Linked DNA regions of Mus musculus: all the other regions are linked to region 2. The links are chromatin contacts, called in public promoter capture Hi-C maps. All regions are on one chromosome and are shown on one strand. The core of a region is the stretch at or near the end of the contact, and the rest is flanking DNA. Distances in the headings are between cores, read along the strand shown. Region 1 holds the start of G3bp2 (GTPase activating protein (SH3 domain) binding protein 2). Region 2 holds the start of Nup54 (nucleoporin 54). Region 3 holds the start of Uso1 (USO1 vesicle docking factor).

Region 1 (2,700 bases), core at 70-2,569, 350 kb after region 2:
TTAGAGGTATGTAGCCCCGAGCCTGGCTGAGATGAGTAATACGAGCGTGTCCTTAGGGTAAACCGTCTCGTAAGTCTCACTTTCCTCATCTGTAAAGTGTGCATTCAAATAGGTAATTACGTAAGTGGGTTTTTGTGAGACATAAGTGACTTTTATAAAATACCAGTAGCGTATCTGGTCTATAAACACTGTACTTAAAAGGTAATCTGCAGAAGTAATGCATTAAGAAAAACCATCTCAGAGTCATTTAATAAATGATGGTCTGCCTATATATTTTGCATATAAAAATTATTAAGCAATCCAAAATAATGCCAGTGTAGATTTTGGAGGCTCAAGTACCAATCAGCATTGCCTTTTGTGAACCTTTTTTTTTTCTTCTTCTAGGAAATCTCTACTGTGAGGGAAAACTGAGGATGTATTTAATCCTGCATTTTGCTTGATTAAAATGTGTTCTATTCCTCTCAATTGCCCTTCCGTTCCTTTCACCGTTTCATAGCTTCATTCCCAGTTTCTTCTGCTATCTTGAAATTGAAAACATTGCTATTAGTGGCAAAGTAACATTTGGTCTACAAAGGCTTTTTTTTCCCCATGAATCAAGGTTCATGAAGCAGTGTTGTTTCCATAACTAAGTCCCAGTGGCATAGATTTATAAGTGGCTTTTTTTTTCTTTTTTAAATTTTAAGCCTTTCAGCCTTTGTTCCAGTAAGTTCCATTTAAGGATGAAGCCACCAAGGCCATACAAAAGCCCCAAGCCCATACAGCCTATGTCATACTTTCCCCATACTCCATAGCTCGGCACCCTTATTTAAAACTAGCTGTTTGACATTGATGAGAAAGACTTTTAAACCTCCATTTCCTAAAACAGGCTAATTAAGCAATACAGGTGAGCTCACTGTGCAGAGTTCAAAACTGCATTTTAATGCTCCGATAACGCAGCAACCAGGACCATTACTAAATTTGCTCCCTCTTATCACGAATAAAGGCTCCAGGAATAACCGTTTGTAAAAGCCACTGGTTAGCGGCGAGCCATCTTTTTTGTTCGCGCCACCTGAGAGGACAGGGAGGCTTCAGCATCACTGCAAGAGAAAGGCAGCTTCCTTGTGACGTCAAATCAGCGGGCTCTCGCCCCGACTTTAGGCCGGTTCCGGTTCCCTGGCTTTCCGGACGCCCGAGCGAGCGAGCGAGCGAGCGCGGCGCCGTTCTGCGCGTGCTCCGCAGTGGGACGCGAGAAGGTTGGGTCTAGCTCTCCAAACTGATGCCTGATTGGCTGGCGCTGTGCTGGGGGGTTCCCTAGCCCTTTCCGCAGGGGTAAAACAATAAGAGGGGGCGGCGGCAAAGGGGGCGGGACGTCCGTGTTCTTGGAGCTCGTTGCAGCTCTAGGCTCTCGGGAAGAGGTGGCTGTGAGGGGCCCCGAGCTCGCGGCTCTCCGGATTCCGAAGCCTCGGGTTGCTTCGAGGGAGGAGAATCTGCTGCGGCCGATCCCGCGACACTACTGACCTCCGCGCGACGTGCCCGCCGCCGCTGTTGGTTGGAGGTGTGTACGGGGGCCGAGAGGGGCGGTCGGTGTGGTGGTCGGCAGGGGACATTTCCCTCCGCTCCGCGGCTCGCGGCAACCGTCCGGTGTGTGCGCTTGGTGTCGGGGTTGGTGCGGCGGAAACATTGTTCTCGCCGGCTGCCTACGCCAGCAAGAGTGCGTGCGTGCGTGCAGAGCCGAGCCTTTCCTGCAAGGTGAGCGGAAGGCTGCGTGGGGAGGAGGATGACCTGCGCGCGTGGTGCAGAGGAGGGCACAGGTGGGGCTGGGGATTGCTAGGATGAAGCAGCCCGGGGGTACCCTGTCCGCCGCCAGCTCCCAGAGCGCGCCAACGGGCGCCAAGCCGCGAAGCGGGGCAGTGGGCTCCTGCAGAGGCGGTTTCAGGGTAGGAAGCCCACCCGCCTGGTTCCTCCGCTCGCCGGCGGCCCTAGTTCCCGGTCGTCGCCCCGCCCGTGGGGGAGGGGAAGGAGGCCGTGTCGGCGGAGGCAGAAGCAACGCAGATGCGAAAGTAGCGGCCTCCGGGCACCATTTCTGTGCCCGGAAACTGAATCCGGGGTTGAAGGTGGCCGCCGCTCCACTTGCCGGGTGCTCGGCGTTTCCCCCCGCCCTCCCCGGATTATCCCGAACGTGTTCGGATACTGGGACTGTAACGTGCGTCTCCTACGTCCTTTTTCTGCAGACAATCTCTCCTGTTACCCAGGAATAAAAAGGACGTTTCAGTGCTTTGGGAATGGGCTTTTCTCCCCCTGCTATTCTTTGGGGTAGGACAAGGGGAGAAGAACGTAAGTTTCCCTAAATGGTGTGGATTTCGTTAGTGGAGTCTGATTGAGGTTTTCCTGCGTCTCTAAGGGCAGATTTATTTAGGTACCCCTGTGGTGCTTTGGGGGGGGGGGGGGGCTGTAGGGTCGTGTTCACAATTTCTACTCCCAAGATATAACTAGTTTTAAACCAAAGCACAAAAAACATTGAGGAGATGCCTTTTGCTTCTTAAAAACAAAACACGTGCAGCAAATCTGAATCAAGGAAAATTGCCCCCTTCTCTCCGGGTGTGATTGTTGTGCAGTTGATTAGCTTAAGGTTTCTGGTTTTTAGATTCTAGACACTATACCTCGCTTGTTCCAAGTACCTAGGCAGGGGAACCATTAGCTGCAGTTTAAAAGGATGCACTA
Region 2 (2,700 bases), core at 160-2,659:
GCATTCATGTATAACCATAACACTGGGCAGGCAGAATCAGGAGTCCCCTGGGGCTTGCTGGCTGGACAGTCTTGCCAAATAAGCGATGAGATCTAGATTTATTGAGAGACCTTGTATTAGAAATTAAGAGTAAATTAGGAAGACACCCATGTCAATCTCTGGCCTTCAGGCACGTGTGCACATATGTGTGTATACACTCTTCCCACACATGCATGTGCTCTCTCTCTCTCTCTCACACACACACAAAATGGGGCAAAGAGGTTCCTGAGAAAACTAAAATTAGATCTACCACATGACCCAGCTATGTCTATAAGGACTCCAAGTTAGTCTATCACATAGATGTATATCAATCTCTACTGAAGCATTAGTCACAATTGTTAACAAACCTAGTTGCCTAACAACAGAGGGATGGATCAGAAACAGAGGATGGTATATACTCAAAAGAGTTTTCAGCCCTAAGAAGGAAGTTATGTTGTCATTTGCACAAAACTGAATATCACTGGAGATAAACATTATTAAGTGAATTAAGCCAGTCACAGAAGGAAAAAAATTCATTTATGATTCCTAGGTTTAATTAAACACATAAATCATATGACATGGAAAATGAAGTAAAATTACTAGGGAACTAATGGGAGAGACAGGGAGAAGACAGAAAATTTAGGAGTAGGAATATATATTCAAAATACAACATAAACTTGTATCAAGATGTCCTAATGTAACACAGTGCCATGTACAATAAATATTTTTAAAAGGAGAAAAGAATCGGGGCTAAGTAGAGAAAAACCAGCGAAGTGACTTTGGGGATGCTGCTTTGCAACTCTAATCCTCAGTCCTCCTGTCTCGTCTGTGCCAATTAGTCAACGACAGAAATCTTCTCTGTGTAGTTGAGGATTAAATGTTCCCCAGAAGTGCGATGCAGGGCACAGATTTTACCAGTTAGTGGGCCCATTTGCTTCATCGAGGTCAGCCCTTCTTCTTGGTCAATGACAATAGTAGTAAACTGTCTGAAACGCAGCTGGGGGTTTAAAAAAATATGCAAAAACAATTACTAGCGTGCATTCCACATAGCTAACACACGTGTTACCACCATCGCCATCATCTTTCCATCACTCTCGAATGCCTCTTTCTCAACTGCTTTATCTACTCAAACCTCCTTTCCTCCGGGAAGGACCGCTCCTCAGAGGTAAGGGCAGTACTTTCACGCGGTCCCTGCACACTGTCACTTCTCTAAAGTGGCTTCAGAGAGCCACCATACAACACCCCATGTCCAACTTCTCATCACTTCCCCTTTGTGGTGACGCCCCACACCACGTGAAAGCCACAAACACACCCCCGGAAGTGATCGGTGGTAGGCGTTCCCGTTCGATCATCCCACCCACTCCATCCTTGCTTGGTTCCTGCCTGCTCCGCTTAGACCGGGAAGGAGGCGGAACTAATGGTACGGACCGCCTGACGGTTCCCAGCCGGACAGAAGAGCGGAGGGCACTGGGCGTCGCGCCGCGCGAGCCCGGGGCCATCTAAGTGCTGCTCCCGCGACATGGCTTTCAATTTTGGGGCTCCTTCGGGCACTTCGGGCACCTCTACAGCCACCGCGGCACCGGCGGGTGAGTCAGCCCTGGGCCTACCTTCTTCCTCCAAGGAACCAAAGCCTCGGGCCCGCCCCCTCGATCCGATCGGTCCGGCTGGGGGGTCCCGGGGTTGCCCTGGCACTCGGGACACCTTGGAGTCATTTGGAGAGGGCGGTGGCGGTGGTGGCGGCGGCGGTGGCGGTGGGAGGGCCGCGGGCTGCTCAGGCTCAGCCTGGGGCTCGCACAGCACGCTCAACCCGCGTGGCTCGGCCGCCGCGGTGCTTCCCGCCATTGGGGTGTCCGCCCAGGAGAGGCCGGAGGCTACGCCCCTCTCATTTCCCGGGACCCCGCGTCCCCTCGTCCGTCTCAGCCTCAAGGTCCAGACGGGTAAAGTTGGAGCCAGGCTGCCCGCAGCTCCCTCTGTCCCCTCCCCAGCCCGGGGGGGGGGGATGCTCGGCCCCCGCCCGTGCTGCCCTTCGCTCCTTCTGTCTGTCCGCACCTTGGCTTTCTTCCCCTGATCCGGTGCAGGTCAGGTTTGTTCACGCTGTGAAACCTCTTGCTGATTCTTGTAATTCTTACCTTTCTTTCTTCTCCTTTTCTCTTTCCCTCCTCTCACCTTTTCAAATTTTTGTTTCTCTTGCCTCCACGACTATCAGGATTTGGTGGGCTTGAGACTGCCAACTCCACCGCCGGTGGGTTTAATTTTGGGGGTTTCGGATTAACCGCTAACCCTGCAGTGAACTTTAATATTGGGAATTTCGGTGTTTCTACTACCTCGGCGACTCCGTTCAATTTTGGTAACAGTCTGGCGAGTGCAGGTAGATACTGGGGTCATGTGTGTAACGAGTATGGGGGCTGGAGTCCAAGAATGTTCCGATGTCCCTAGAGTTTGGGGGAAGAAATGGCACTTGTCTAATAAAGAAAGGGGTTTATTTCCTAAGATCAAATCAAATATATTTAAAGTTTTGGCTGCTTTAAAAGATGTGGGTTTTGGAAAGCCTTAAAGAATTAGAATGCACCTTGGTTGGATTTTCATTTAATGATACAGAGCACAGCTTCCAAATGATAAGTTGGGAACCGAATATTTTTTAAAACATTAGCTTTAGCAGAAGGTAAGCGTTTCCCTGGGATT
Region 3 (2,700 bases), core at 167-2,666, 300 kb after region 2:
GGAACAAGGGAAGCCAGGTATTGGGGGAAGAGGAGATCTGATTTTCAAAAACAACACATGTGACAGCCTTCAGCTCCGTTGTAACCTGGTGGGAAGTCTGGCTCAGTGGCAGAATGCTTGCCCTCCATGTAATCAGGCCCTGGATTCAGTCCTAGGCCTCCTCCATCTCCCTCAGTACTAACTACATGCGTAAACTACACTAACTACATTAGTACACTACATTCGTTAGTTAACGTAATCCTAACTTAATTAATGTGGGTAATCTTATTTCCAAAAGGGCCAGCTAACAACTGAAACCCGGGATCAGCAATCAAGTCTAAGCTTAGCAGAAAGCTTAGTTTCTTAGTTTCCCCCGTAGTAAATTCTAGCTCCAAGATTCTGGTCAAGTTACTTTAATTCTCTCTTCATTAGTAAAGACTCCATCCTATCTTGCAGGTCCTATTTTATGACCCTTCTGAATCCACAAAACAGAGCTATGACAACTACCCAAAGTTTGTCTTTAAAATGTCACACGCGGTTTTTTTTTTTTTCTGTATATCTAAATTCATTTTTCTCAGGTAAGCCATCCACAGCAGTTTCCAATTGGCTCTGCAAACTTCCCAGGAAGTGTATCCTAAACATAAAATCAAATGCCGGTTTTCCATGTCTTAATAATTAAAAAAGAAAAACATTAACAAATCATGTCACCAATAGAGCAGAAGAGTCCCTAGAGTGGTTAGCGCGCAGATCACTACAGCGTGCAAGAGGAGTAAGTATTGCCCCATGACACATTTGGGTGAACCTGAAAAGTAGGGTCTGAACCACCAACCCTAGGCAAACGCCCATTCTTACAGCTGATGGGGCAGGAACAGGTGGCATTGTGCCCCAAGAATATCGTTTTATTCTTAGCCACAAGCCTTCGCCAACAGCTGGGTCTTAACTTCCTTCCAGCCCCGTAGAGCCGGGTTTCAGCCGGCACCGAGGCTGGCCGGCCGACAGGTTAAAGGGAAGGAGGGAGGGGCCGCGCGGTCCGTCGCCGTGCCGGGTCCCCGAAGCCCTCCTGTCACCACGGCCCGGGCTGCACCGCCGCGTGGGGAGCTCGCGCGTCCGAGCAGGGGGAAGGAAAGAAGGCAGGCGACGGGAGCGGCGTAGACGCCCCGATCTCACCCACCCAGCCCGGCCCCAGCCCGGCCCGGCGACGCTGCGCTCACCGTCTCGGCTTCAGTGTGCTGGGGTCCGGCACTCTGACCCCCCATCACCCCACGGAGGAAATTCATCTTGTCGCTCAGCCGCCGGCTTCACCAGCCCCTCTGCCAAAGAAAACACGACCGCCCCCCGCCCCCCGTAGGGCCTAGCCCCCGAGCCGGCTCTCCGCACTCCCCGGCCTCCGCCACCGCCGCCTCCTACTCAGCAGCCTCTCCGGCCCCCCGAGCCCGGAAACAGCCGCGGACACCAGCCGCGGTGCGCATGCGCGGGGACGTGGCGTTACGTGGCGGCTCGAAGGGCGAAGGCAAAAGGGGAGAGGAGGGAGCCCCGGGCCGCAGGCCACGCCCACCTGCCCGGCCCCACAGGCCACGCCTACCAGCAGGCCTCCCACCACTTGGGCACGCCCCCTCCTCCTCCTTGCGCTGCTTGCTGCTGCTGGCCGCGGTCACCCACGTGGTCGCAGCCCTGCCCAGTCGGCTCCCGAGGCTCTGATTAGACTAGGAGCATCGGCTGGTAGGTGTTTTGTCGCCGAGAGCGGGACGGACTGCAAGCTGTCAAACCTGAGGGTTTATTTTTGTTGAGTCGAAAGTGAAATTTTCCTTTGGCCGGCGTGACAGGTAAGGGGGAGAAGGGTGTCCTGTCCCCTGGAAGATTCGTATGGTTCTTTCGGTTAAGCGGTACGAGCGAGGTGGCCTTTTGATCCTCGCAAATTGCATTTCTACCCAGGGCTTTGTTTGGTGGTAAAGGGGGTGCTAGAGACCCCTCATTCCACTACCACTCGAGGGCGCGTTTCTAAGTTCTTGCTCCTCAGCCCCGCTAAAAAGAATTCCTTGATCTAAACACCAGGTTCTCCGCTCATTTTCAAGTGTGAGAAGTAACCCCCTTCGTTTATCTCTAATAAGAGGTTGGAAATAAATTGTTCCATTGTGTCATTTTGGTAGCATAATGCCCCCCTTTTTAAAATTAATTCTTAATTTCTACGTTTTCAATGGTTTTAGCAAGCAGAATGTCATATTTCCAAATCGCTATACTTGTTCTTTCCAAATGAGGCTGCCAGGTACACATGGTTTTGCAAATTTCTTGACTCTGAAAGGGAGTCTAGTAAACCAACTGACTCATGCCTCTCTTGGTTTCAATTCCCCATAGGTCTCAGATGTGACGATTAAGACCTATGTCTCCCCCAGACTCCCTCTAAAAAGAAATCAGTATGCTTCCACGGTGTGCCCTAGCGTGCTCAGTAGTACCTCTACCCAAATAATCCCCTAGTCTGTAAGGAGGAATCCGAAGACTCCGGCTTTCCTCCTTCACCTGTCCAATGTTGAGTGTATGGTGTGCAGGAATATTTCTCAGATTCTTCCACACTGAGATTACAGCAGTAGGCTCCTAACTAGTTTGTCTACATCCAGCCCTGGCTTCCCACAGTACACCCTTGGGTGAGCCCAAGAGGAAGTATGTCAGTCCTCTTGTTAGAATCCTCCAGTGGTTCCCCGGTTTATATAATGACATCCAAACTCC

What was found. Promoter capture Hi-C pulls out the DNA fragments that hold promoters and counts their contacts.
Region 1: a contact with region 2 is called in a promoter capture Hi-C map of neutrophils. The contact joins the promoter of G3bp2 here to the promoter of Nup54 in region 2. A contact is called at or near these places in 11 of 39 promoter capture datasets (the C10 cell line, the HPC-7 cell line, cranial neural crest and 7 more), 1 of 484 Hi-C or Micro-C datasets (embryonic stem cells), 3 of 115 datasets of contacts at active chromatin or transcription factors (effector CD8 T cells, embryonic stem cells and memory CD8 T cells) and 3 of 9 other capture datasets (adipose tissue, liver and macrophages).
Region 3: a contact with region 2 is called in a promoter capture Hi-C map of liver. The contact joins the promoter of Uso1 here to the promoter of Nup54 in region 2. A contact is called at or near these places in 12 of 39 promoter capture datasets (the C10 cell line, the HPC-7 cell line, cranial neural crest and 9 more), 3 of 484 Hi-C or Micro-C datasets (B cells, Th1 cells and regulatory T cells), 7 of 115 datasets of contacts at active chromatin or transcription factors (the SCID.adh cell line, effector CD8 T cells, embryonic stem cells and 4 more) and 3 of 9 other capture datasets (adipose tissue, liver and macrophages).

Annotation. Positions count from the first base shown.
Region 1 is chr5:92,082,363-92,085,062 of GRCm38.p6, reverse strand. It overlaps G3bp2 (GTPase activating protein (SH3 domain) binding protein 2), which reads left to right and starts at 1,319. Exons shown (of 11, transcript NM_001080795.2): 1 at 1,319-1,534. Gm46933 reads right to left here. Exons shown (of 2, transcript XM_017321256.1): 2 at 898-2,191. The coding sequence ends at 1,490.
Region 2 is chr5:92,433,908-92,436,607 of GRCm38.p6, reverse strand. It overlaps Nup54 (nucleoporin 54), which reads left to right and starts at 1,409. Exons shown (of 13, transcript NM_001359995.1): 1 at 1,409-1,604; 2 at 2,225-2,386. The coding sequence starts at 1,538. It overlaps Gm42114 (a long non-coding RNA gene), which reads right to left and starts at 1,997. Exons shown (of 2, transcript XR_880431.3): 1 at 1,626-1,997; 2 at 539-1,015.
Region 3 is chr5:92,136,654-92,139,353 of GRCm38.p6, reverse strand. Uso1 (USO1 vesicle docking factor) reads right to left here and starts at 1,416. Exons shown (of 24, transcript NM_019490.1): 1 at 1,191-1,416. The coding sequence starts at 1,256. It also overlaps a transcript of G3bp2 not described here.